Regions from separate parts of the Sus scrofa genome. Here region 1 is linked to region 2. The links are chromatin contacts, called in public HiChIP or PLAC-seq maps. All regions are on one chromosome and are shown on one strand. Each heading gives the region's core, a stretch centred on a gene start, on an enhancer-like site or on the middle of the called end of the contact. The rest is flanking DNA. Distances are from core to core; before and after follow the strand shown. Region 1 holds the start of LOC106504536. Region 2 overlaps FOXN3 (forkhead box N3).

Region 1 (5,857 bases), core at 534-3,033, 160 kb before region 2:
ACCTGCAAGTTCCCAGGCCAGGGATCAAACCCTCACCACAGCAATAACCAGAGCTACAGCAGTGACAATGCCAGATCCTTAACCCACTGAGCCACCAAGGAACCCCTCAGTTTCCTGAGTTTTTACCTGATGCTCTTTTTAACCACAATACATTTTCTTGTTGGTTCTCCTTAAAGCTCCTATTTGCTGTAACAGTTTCTCAGCATTTTCTGTATTTATTTATGACCTTGATACTTTTGAGGAGTACTACTTGGGAAAGGTGCCCTTCCACTGGGATTTGCTGATGTGCACAGAAGGAATTTAATGCAGGCGATTGCTCTCCACCCGTAATAGAGGATCTGAGATGCAAACCGAAGAAGGTGAACTTACCCAGCAATTAATCGTAGCAGAAAAAGCCATCAACATCCCTAAGCTGGAGAGTGAACAGGAAGTGGCACATGTTATCTGAGCCAGGGGCTGGGGTCACTAGACAGAAGCCTCAGCCAGATGCGGTCACAGCTGCAGGTGCTGGCAGAGGCAAGAGGGATGATGAAATTCTCCGGCCTCTCCTTTTCTCCACCTTCCACTCTCGCTCCAACACCTCTCTTGGGCCATATCCAGCCATTAGCCAACTGACCCAGGATTCTATAAAACTTGGCCTATGAGAATCGGCTCCCAGCTAAACAGAGCGGAAGGCAAGGCTGAGACCGGCCCAGGATCAGGACCACTGGCATTGGAACACAATGCCTGTAACATGGTTTTACTGCAGCACCTATGCAGTGCTTTGCAACCTGAGAGCTCCGTATGATGCATTATAATATCTTTTATACCCAGAGCCTGGAACAGGACTACACCTAAGTTTTCAATGTTTGAGGTATACAGAATGGCTGGCTGGCTGGCTGGCTGGCTGGCTGGCTGGATGACGGTTTCTTTTGACCAATCCCTTCTCTGGTGTGCTCTAGCTTTGAGGAATTGCTCTCTACCAGCTTTCCTTTTCAGCTTCTCATCACCCCGTTTTGGTGCTAAGATTACTTTCAGCCTGGCCTTTGCAACATTTGAAGGCCAGGTGGATGTTGTGACTATAATTAGACTCATGGTCAATCACACGAACTCACCAGTGAGTTTATCCTTCGTTGTGCTTCCCCAGGAAGGTGGGCCACCTCTTCCCAGGGTGCTGCCAGGCCCAGCCTCTTCTTGAGGAGCTGCCCAAGAAGAGGAGTAAATCGTTTCTAAGAGTCAGATATTTCTGTCTGTTCGGTTAGGGTCACCCTGCCCTCACCGGGCTGGTATTTAGGTGGTTTGGGACACATCATCAGAGTCGTCACATTTCCTTTCGGCAGAGCGGAGGAGGAAGTGGAATGCCACAAACAGAACTGACTGGTGACTTTCCCATGGGTGCCGGAGGACTGAGAAGTAACGCCCCGCTTGTCACCAGGTTGGGGAAGAGACGCCCTGGAGCTCACAGATAGGCCACCTGGTATCAGAAACGTCTAAGGTTCCAGGGTCCTTGAGGACTTTCAGTGCTGGGACATAGAAAACCAAGCTCCGCTTGAGAAAACTTCCCTCCTCCACGTGTCAAGTGGAGTCAGTTTCTAGTCTCTGATAAAGAACAAAAAGGTGTATGTATAGGTGACGGGCATTGTTTGGCTACCCAGTTTCAAGTTTTCAGTTGACCAGGGGGCCCTGGACCGCCACAGGACGGAAATCTGTCCAGTCAGCTGTCTCATTTAGCAGAGACTAAAGCATTTGCAACTTGCCTCTCATGTTCAGTCTGGAAAATCGCTGCTCTAAAACAGGTAAGACATGATGACTAGGAAGGGTACTTGCTGTTTTGTTCTGGATACTTCATTTTCCACGGTATTTGCAGCTGAATCGTCAGGAGGCCAGGTGGTGCCCTTGAAAAAGCAGGAGTCTGTTGGAAACGTTGGTGTCTGAGATGTGGGGATCCCAGCTTCTCTGAGGACCCGCTCTGTGATGCTGGACAGGTCAGGGTAACCCTCTGGGACCCCCACGTTCTCATTTGAAAACCAAGGATTACAGTGTCTGTTTCATCCCTGAAGCGTGGTAAAGATCACATGACATGTCTGTGTGAGGACTCTGAAGATGGACAAGTGTAACATATTACAAAAAGTTCTCTGCGTGGACACAAGGCAGCAGAAACGGTACCTTTGATGTTTAATTAATACTGAAAATCTTCCATTACATTTATTTAGCTGTAATTGGGAAGGAGGAGGGCCAGAGTAATTTTCAAAGGGACTTTTTTGAGCTCTAAAAATAGCACTCAGAAAACACATGTTTGATTTTCCTTTTGGTGTCAAACCGCAGTGCCATTGTTATTAGCAGTTTTACAGAATTGTGACCTTCAAACTTGGTGAGAGCAAAGACTGAAAGAAAGCTTCTAGCCTTAAACCCTTTCAAACAGGCTTTTCAAATTAAAGCACTTTTATTTTGAATTAAGAGCGAATAGAATCGTCCCCTTAAATGAGGACTTGCAAGTTTAAAAAGTTGTCTTCCAGGTGGGCTGCAGTAAATGAAGGTGCTGGGAGGGCACTGAAAGCCCTTTTGGGGGTAAACCAGGGGGATTTCTTATAAGGGTTCATTTAACACTCTGCGCCATTAAAGAAGAAATCCAGAACTTAGATTTTCTCTAACTATATGTAAGCTGATTAGTGTATACATCTAGGATCATAATTTACTTTCAGTTTACTGAATTTGTGAATTTTTGCATTCGTTTTAATTTGTAATTAAGTTTTCTCCATGAAGCACACCATATGCCGGCATTAATTCTTTCTAGTTGATTTCTTAGGAGATACATGAGTGCATATTCTGCTGCGATTTTTGAGGTCTTTTGAAAATCAAATGACTACGTGTTTAGCCATATGGGCCTTTGTTATTTAAAATAGCATGTGATAAAGTAAGAGAAAGCAAAATGCAAAAGGACGTGTTATGGGGAAAAAAATCACTGGAAAACTGTTGAAAACATTGTTTTAAACACACACTTTTCAATGCAGGGGGAGCGTTATATTTTTGAAACCTCTGTTTCCGGACCCCGCACTCTCTCTTACCGTCTGTGAACGTACAATATCACAAGTGCACAGGGAGAAACCACGGAAACCAGTTACTGCCCCACGCTTTTTACACGGGCTGCAGATAATCATATCCGCCTTCCATGAGTTCAGTTGTCGCCAATGTTTTCCTTTTAAACGTCTTAGCCCGGGCTTTGGCGTTAAGCTCCAGTTCATCCGCCCCTACCGTGTCGGGGGTGAAAGGGGCCGACGGGTTTTCGGTTTTCCGAGGGAATCCACCGTGCTCCCCAGCCGCCGGCCGTACGTGCGGGCTGCAGACTCGGCCGCCGGCGGGCGCGCGGCGCGCACTAGGACCCAGCAGGGCTCCGGGCCCGGGTGGGAGCCGCGCCGCCGACCCCGGGCGGGCGCCGGGGCTGGAGCCGGGGTTCCGGCCGCGATCGGCTGCAGCTCGGCCGGGAGACGGCGCGACCCGGCGGCGGGGCCACCCGCGAGTCCAGCGCCGCCGCAGCCCCCCAATGCGGCCGCGAGAAGCAGCGGGGGGGCAGGCGATCGAAGGTAACGAAAATGGGGCTCATTTCCTGCCTCCTGATCTTCTGCTCTGGTTCAGCATTGTCACGAGAAGCCCTCACTGTTCAGGCTGCTGCATTTGGGGGCACCCTTTGATTTTTTTTAAGGTGCCCGCCCCCGTATTTCCCCCTGGTTTCAGATTGATTTATAGCATGCAGTCCAAATGGGAACGATCCAGGGATGGCAAGTTGTATATTTTCATTAGTTTTGTCTCAAAAGTAAGTTCATTAAAAAAAAAAAAAGTTTCTCAGGAATTTGTGGATAGTCGCCTTTTTAAAAAAATCAAAAATAGCAGACAAATGGATAATTTTAAAAATTATCAAATCATTGCTGTAATTCTGTTAATTACTTCCCAGGTCTTTACTTTTGTGACACCCCCCCCCCCATGGCATTACTTTTATTTTCAAGGAACTAACGTGTTAAAGGTGGAGTTTGGCTCGGGCAGAGTTTACAGCATTGCTGTCGCAACTGTTTTGCTATCAATTATAAACAGAGTGTCCAATCTGTGGGCAGTTTAAACCTCTTTTCAAATACTGTAACTGGTTATCCTGATATGACATCTACAGATGGGAGTTTCCTTTGAGGGCCGTCGGAATATTTCTTTTTGGAGAAACACCGTTTTGAGGAGAAAACCGTGCTCTCTGGCCAGGGAGGCTGAAGAGACTATTTTTCATGCTTTGTTTATACTCCCGGATTGACGTTTGGGGACGGGAAACACAGTCTTTCTCGGCAGCTTTTCATGGTGGGATTATTAATTTATTTCATTTGTTAGTTTCAATTGGTGGGGCTCGGGGAGCCCTCTGTCACAGGATGTGCTTAAGGTGACACATTTGCCAGCAGTTGGGACACATGATTGCACATGTAAAATGGGCTTCAGCCCAAGGGTCTGTTCTGCCGGGAGCTCCCATGTGGAGCTGTTGTAGGCAGGGTGCGACGGGCTCATTGAAGAAAAAGGGAATCATTTTCCTTAGCTAAGGAAGACATCCTGTTATATTCCTTTTGTTCCCAGTTTTTCATTGATCGCCAGCTCTGCCTTAGAGAAGGGCGATCGCAGAGCTGGGAAGATTTGCACAAATGACTACAGCCCACTCTTCCCTCGCACTGATTGGTCAGTTCCATGGGGACTTAGGAAAACAGTCACCCCCAAACCTTCTTTGAAAATCGTGCTGTAATTTCAGACGTGTCTTCTCGTGCCCAGATCTCTGCAAGCTTGATGTTGAAATCGGGTGCAGTTTGCTTGAGGTACCTTTGTGTTTAATTTTTTTGTTGTTGCCTCTAGCCAGATAAAGTAGGCCATTTGGTGACAAATTTCTTCGCAGACGTCAGCTCCTAGCTTGCATTTATAGACATATCACTTTACAATACATTCTTGATGATTTCTTCTCGGGAGTTGTAGAATGCAAAGTTGTTAAACTTAGAATAATTTTTCCTAACCTTTTTTTTTTTTTTTTTAAATCTGAAGCCTTACTTAGCACTATCAGTAGATGCGTTCTTAACTGTATCTTTACTTGGATCATTTAAGTGTCTTGTGCGTTGTTAGCATGTATCACGTACTGGATTTAAGTCTGTAATAGTGAAAGAGAAAGGCAAGCAGGAGCAAACAAGCAAAATCAGTTTGCACATTGTTATAAGAAATTGTGGCATCCGGTTTGAGGAGAATGCATTTCACAGTCAAGAAAAAGGGCATTCTTCACCTTAAAAGAATATGAGTTAGTAAATATTGTGAATTGTTCTATCTATACGAGAGAAAATATAAGGCTGGCAGACACCTCCACTGGAGCCTTAAAACGCCCCAATTAAAGAAGCACTGTCCTAGAAGTTGTAAAATGCATAAGCACTTTTCTGATTGGCTTAAAAATTTAGACACAGGAAGTGGATGGAATCTAATAACCCATGAGTAGAGACATGGTTGTCATGGAAACCGAGACAAGTAACCCCCCCCTTACCATAACCACCACTTAAAAAAAAAAAAAAAAAAAAACCTGCATGTCATCACAGATGCCTGGAGAACATGTTGGCTTCTGTAAGCTTTCCCAGAGCATCTGTTGAAACCTGAGACTGTGCCTGTCAAATCAAGGTCATTTTACAACAACAACCAAAAATGCAGTCTCCTGGAATTCGTAGCTGTATTTTTATTGGAAATGTGTGAAGAAACGGGCTTAAAGCAAGGATGAACACATGTACTTACTTTGCATTTTGGTACCTGTGAGTTGCACCAGGGAAGGCTAAAAAGAATGTATTTGATCACTTAATTGTGGGAGCAAACTGGTTTTGTATGGTTACTG
Region 2 (6,081 bases), core at 988-3,487:
CAAGGGTCCATCCGGATGGGAGTGAGGGACCAACTTGGAGATTCAGGCCTCGTCTCTGGAGTTATCCACTGGCACGTCCTCCCCGCAAATCTTTGTGTTTTAGATTCAGACAGGAGCACAGTGCTGCTGTGTGACCACGGCCCTCCGTCTTCTGGTATTTGGTAGCGATGGTTGTCATTCATTGATGTCCATTTCTATGTGAGCATCAGGAGCCCCGCGTGTGAAAGTAGAATGCGTGCCTGTGTCTAGTGGTCCCTTTGAAAAGTCCTGTGCAAAAACCAAATCAGAGAAACCCCGAAACCTCTGAGGAGGAAGCCCGAGAGGTAGGCTGCAAGCAGCAAGTTACATTCTGTGATCTTGGAAATTCGATCTTGGATGGGATACAGAGATAGGAGAGTGTGGTGGTTAAGCGCATGGACCCTGCAGGCCAAGGAGACTGGGGTCTTCACTTTCCATTTCACCTCTTAGCACCAACTGTTTGACCGCTGGCACATGATTTTTCTTTTTTCTTTTCTTTTTTTTTTTTGTCTTTTTGCCATTTCTTGGGCCGCTTCTGTGGCATGTGGAGGTTCCCAGGCTAGGGCTTGAATCGGAGATGCAGCTGCTGGCCTACACCACAGCCACAGACAGCAACATCAGATCTGAGCCGCGTCTGCAACCGACACCACCGCTCACGGCAACGCCAGATCCTTAACCCACTGAGCCAGGCCAGGGATTGAACCCGGAACCTCATGGTTCCTAGTCGGATTCTTTAACCACTGAGCCATGACGGGAACTCCATGAACTTCTTTAAGCCTCGGTGTCCTCATCTGTAAAAGAGGCTGACAGCACCTACTTGGTAAGGATAATGGAAGGATAAAATAAATAATGCAGGTAAAGCTCTTGGCTGAGTGCCTGGCATATGGGAAGCGCTGGAGAGCTTTGTTGCTGTGTATGCTGTGTAGTTCTCGGGGTTGCGGTAATTGGCTGCCCGGTGTTCATGGTTTTGGCTTTGCTGTCTGGGCGCCTTGAATGTGCTCAGGCTGAAGTGACCTTACCCTTGGTTCTCCTCGGGGCAATTAGAAGTAAGGTGGGGTTCCGACGGTCTCCGGACAAGCTGGGTTTCCCACCAATGAAGGAGAGGCGAATTCTGTCTTATCAGACATGATGCTAGGGAAGGGCCCCACGTGGCTGGGTTTCAAAGCAATATGTTGTTCCCACCCTTCCACAGAGAGGTGACAGAAATCTAGTTAGTGCAGAGTTACAGAGAAGCTGAGACTTCCCTGGGAGGCCGTTTTAGATGTCTCCATTCCTTCGGGTGGAACTGGGTTTTTACCTGTTGTGTGGTTACAACAACAACAACAACAACAAATCTGCAACCACTCTTGCACAGAGGATGGAAAGAATGGCTTCTTACTAGATACAGAAGCAGGGATACTAGATACAAAAACAGGCAAAGCACGTGAAGACCAACCAGGCTGCTTGTCGGTAGGTGGCAAAGTACTTTGCTATAAATATTGCAGGACGACTCTTTCTCTACTTTAAAAAAAAAAAAAAAAAAAGCTCTGCATTTCAGACAACAGAAATGGCTGGACAAGTCTTTAGTTCATGTGCAAGAAACTGAAAACGACGTGAAAGATTTTCCTTAAATGGAGACAGCGCTTGGCCCTGTCTCAGGCTGAAGTTAAAGCCAGGGTCTGAATTTGCCTCCCATGCATTACTTCTCACATGTCATGCGGGTTTCCTGGGCCTAGGACCTGGCGATCGTTCATTTTTTTCCTGTAATCTCGAGGTGTGTACAGGGCACAGCTCAGCCTCAGACCTTTCTGCTTTCAGTTTTGGTTAGTCAGAACCTCCATCTGGCGGTACTGGAGTGTGAGTGTTTTCTGTGGCTTTTCTGCGGCTCCTTTTCAAAGTATTCAAAGCAGTTTAAAAATACATAATGTTCGGCGATCTGACCAAGAACTAATGTAAGTACTTATTTGGGGACTCTTTCAAAAAAAAATCTATTAGATAGATTTGAAACTCTTTAACTCTTACAACATCTTGGAAATAGATACTAAGATGAAAAACAACAACAACAAAAAACGGTTCGAAAAACATAGGACTAGTTCTCCACAGTCATCCTGCTTTTAGTGGTGACAGTAATTGCAAATAGCACAGTTTGTGAAAACAGAAGAGCTGAAATTCTTTATTTAATATTAAACAGGAAACTGAAAGCAGTCTGCAGCAATGTGGTGGGTTTCCAGCAAACCTGCTGCTGGGTTTATCTGTGCTGAAAAGCCTAAATGAGACGTTTCCCCTTTTATTCTGTTAAGATGGTGAGTGTTCATGAAAATCTCAACCCAAACACAGCCATTGGAAGCAGAGTCTGTCTTCTAAGGTTTTCAAGCAACCCGTTTCCACTAGAACCTAAGGAAATTTGGAAGCAAATTGCAAACCTCTCCAAGGGTGGAAAATGCACTTTTGTTTCGCCTTTGTGCAGGGCTGTCACTCACCCAACATGTGCATATGAATATTCTTTCCGAAGACCTGGGCTTCATTTTAAGGTCAGCCTTCAATTTTGAGAGAATATAATTTGTTGCTATTTTTAGAGCATCATGATTGCTCGTAATAACTAATGGAAAAAACTCAACAGAGAAATAAATGTGTAACAGCTGTGTCTGCTTAAACTTGATTAAAGGCAGTAAAAAAAAGTAAACAGAAGAATGAATGTGACAATAGACGGAGGGAGAGGCCAGTATCCCACATTGTGAAAAGTTTTACAGACATAACTCCCTCTCCTTTGGAGGCCGGCAGAGTCTGTGTTGAAAGTTTACTTTACTGTTTGTCTTGAGTGGGATCCGTGTTGTAGTGAATAATTTATAGGCAGCATGAATGAGCTCATTAGTCACCTTTTCAGACTTTAAATGAGTTTTGTGGTTGTCATTACTCGAGCCTTATGTTCAGCCGCCGAGCAAAATGACAGTTTGGCAGTTGGCTGCCTTGTTGTGGGGCGGCCTGCTTCCCCCCTTCAGGTCTGCGTCGCTTCGGGGTCTCATTGAAACCTTCCCCTTCTATCCCTGGGCCAGCCCAGGGACTCTCACGTTTCAGATGCCTTTTGCACCCCAAGTTTAAATGAGTTTTTTGGGGCATTAAAAAAAAAAAAAAAAAGAAAGAAATCCTTCTGTTGCTTCTGCCAGACAGAGGGAAGGGGATGGAGTGAGCTTCCCCCCACCCCCCAGCAGCTGCTGTGCATTAGGCCTTTTGTGCTTGGTTTGATACTCAAGTTCTTCAATAGCGGTAAAGCTAAGGAGTCCCTGTTGAGTGGCCCAGCCAGGCTTTCACATGGTGGCGGGCGTTTCAGGCAAGGGGATGTCACTGGAGTTTGGAAGGAGAAGGCTGTGCTGGAGTAGGTTTTCATTGTCACAGTCCCGAACACCCATGGGGTGTGGGTGTGTGTGGATGCAGAAAAGTATTCCAGCCAATCTGCCTGGCCGGAGTCCCGAGGCCAAAGGGAACCACGTTTTTCCTCCAGAGAGGTCAAGATGGTGTTTCCGGAGCCCAGCCAACTGGAGGGTCCACGTCATTGGGAAGGGCCATTGCTTCTTCCCCATCTCCACGTCTTCCCAGCCCAGATCGTTCAGAGACAGCAAATGGTTGCAGCTGCCTCCTCACCGAGCCCTTGGAGGCTTGCCTGGGAGGCTGGTATGTGGGGAAGATGAGCCTGGCCATGCCGGTAGCAGGTGGGATTTCTTTGGAACGGATGTCACGTCCCTTTGAACCTGGCCCGGGCAGCCTCCCGAGAGCACTGACGTCCACTCTCTGGGACTGGTCTCCATCCGGAAGTCAGGACTCTGTGGCATGTCCACCTTGGCCCTCGGGTAGCCTCTGCTGGCACTCCCGGTGCATGGACGCTTGCCCGGGGAGTCTCAGCCAACTGCCTGGACCACCCCGTGCTGAGGTCTCTCTGACATTAGCGATGAGCAACAGGCACTCATGGCTGCTGTCACCAACGTGGGCAGCACCCCCTTCTGGGATCCATATTGTTAGACAGCTGGCCCAGCACCGTGTGAGGCGTGGAAGAGAGATGCTTGATATTCCTCTCCAGAAGAAATGCCAACTTAAAAAGGACGCCTGGTTGTTTAGGGGCCAAATCTTTGGAGCCAGTCAGAGTCCCATGTCTTTGAGTACAGAGATGTGAGGTGCCGTTAGGGGCACCCACAGAAAGACAGCCATCCATTTGGCCACTTCCTGCCCAGCCCCCACCCCTTAAGAGGTGGAACCACTCACATGCACTCATGGCTCCTGGTTTATGGGCGCATTTTGCTTGCCTCTGAATCACAGGGTTAAAGGCACAAGCGATGCTATTTTGGGAAGGAGGAGGGGTTTCAAAACAGACCGTGCTGGTGAACTGCACTACCCCAGTAAAAGAGAGTTCACGTTTGGCTGTCATAGTACATGGATTACGTTGCTCATCTTCATAACTGAATTTTGTACAGCAGGGAAGTGTGTTGGTAATAGTTTTATTCAATGTAATGTTTACCAGAGAGTTCACCAAAGTTGGAGCTTTTATTTGGTTTTGAAAAGACCATCTGAAAGAGAAGAATTGACTGTTTTCTTTCACATCTCTCTGAAGAAAGTAAGAAGAGAGAAGTTATTTCTTGGCACCGTGAAGACTCTGGCAGACATAGTCCCTGAAACCCATGAGACTGTGGGACTTGGTGTACTTGCTGAAGGGAGGAAAAGAGTAAATGCGCTTGAAAACTTCAGAGGACGAAAAAGTTGATGATGCTACTTTTCTTTCCCAAATCTGGTTACTAGTTTGAGAGAAGGATAAAAAAAGAGCATTTTTTTTTTTTTTCTGTTAAAGTGATTGATGTTTTTGGTTACCACTAATTCCACATGCTATAAGCAGAAGTATAAGACAGGGTCTTTGCCTCTCAAGGCATTTACAGTTTGTTTGACACTCAGTAGCTAGCTGATTTATTTTTTTATTACAAGGGTATATCATACCATATTGATTATGACATGGAAGCTGAACTTTATTTTTTTGCAAGTAGTCCCTTTTCAGTTTTTTCTTTTTATTTGTATGCTTTCTTTTTCTTTTTTGCTTTTTAGAGCTGCATCCACGGCATATAGAGATTCCCAGGCTAGGGGTTCTAACCGGAGCTACAGCTGCCAGCCTATGCCACAGCCACATCAGATCCAAGCCTCATCTGCAACCTACACCACAGTTCATGGCAACGCCAGATCCTGAACCCACTGAGCGAGGCCAGGGCTCCAACCCGCGATCCTCATGGTTCCTAGTCAGATTTGTTTCCGCTGAGCCATGATAGGAACTCCTATTGGTATGCTTTCTTTTTTTTTTTTTTTCATTTGTTAAAGTTTTATTGAATCATAGTTGATCTACAATGTTGTGATTCATTCCCCTTTTAAAGTCCCTTTTTCCTTCCACTTCCTGGTCACATTTTTTCCTCTCTTGAACCCCACTGTCCTGGCCTTCACATTCTTGACCCCTAAGAGTTTAAGACAGAACCAAATGCTCTGGATTAAGCTGAAGCTTCGTTTGGTTCCTAACTGGAACATGGCTCCAAACTCTGGAGCCAGACTGTGTGGGTTCAAATCCTAGCCCCATCACTCGCCAGCTGTGTGACTGTGGGCAGGTGGCCAAACCTCTCTGTGCCTCAGGTTCCTCATTTATAAGAGGGGCATAATAATAGTCCCTAGTTCACATGGTTAATGGGAAGCCGAAAGAGTGAATATTTGCAAAGTCTTAGCACACTCCCTGGTACTACGTTGATGATTAAATCCAGTTGATCTTCATTATTCGTGGATTCCATATTTGCAAATACTCATGCTTGCTAACATGTATTTGTAGTCACAAGTCAATACTTGTGGGGCTTTCATGGTCATTTGTGGACATGGGCAGAGTGGCAATACAGTTGAATAAGCCGACACACACATTCCCAGTTGAGATGGAACAAAGCCACTCTCTTTTTGTTTCAGTTCTCATACTGTAAACAAGTATCGTTTTTGCTATTTAGTGTCCCATTTTGTTGTGCTTTTGGTTGGTGAGTTTGCTGTTTGAAATGGTACCCAATCACAGGGCCAAAGTGTTGT

Evidence for each region. HiChIP or PLAC-seq counts read pairs in DNA pulled down with a chosen protein or histone mark.
Region 1: an H3K27ac HiChIP or PLAC-seq map of skeletal muscle shows a contact between it and region 2. The contact joins the promoter of LOC106504536 here to the enhancer-like site in region 2. A contact is called at or near these places in 2 of 5 promoter capture datasets (fetal skeletal muscle and liver), 13 of 47 Hi-C or Micro-C datasets (alveolar macrophages, brain, embryonic fibroblasts and 7 more) and 2 of 2 datasets of contacts at active chromatin or transcription factors (alveolar macrophages and skeletal muscle).

The regions. Positions count from the first base shown.
Region 1 is chr7:111,449,441-111,455,297 of Sscrofa11.1, reverse strand. LOC106504536 reads left to right here and starts at 1,783. Exons shown (of 2, transcript XM_021099995.1): 1 at 1,783-4,314. The coding sequence starts at 3,149. The coding sequence ends at 4,090. It also overlaps a transcript of FOXN3 not described here.
Region 2 is chr7:111,286,772-111,292,852 of Sscrofa11.1, reverse strand. The region is part of intron 1 of FOXN3 (forkhead box N3); the gene reads left to right. Among named protein-coding and RNA genes, the nearest start is that of FOXN3, 51 kb to the left of the region's middle. Within about 2 kb of position 2,237, at least 30 of the 83 cell types and tissues checked have an H3K27ac peak or open chromatin away from gene starts, as enhancers often do. A contact at or near this core is called in fetal skeletal muscle, retroperitoneal adipose tissue, skeletal muscle and 1 more, where this site is marked.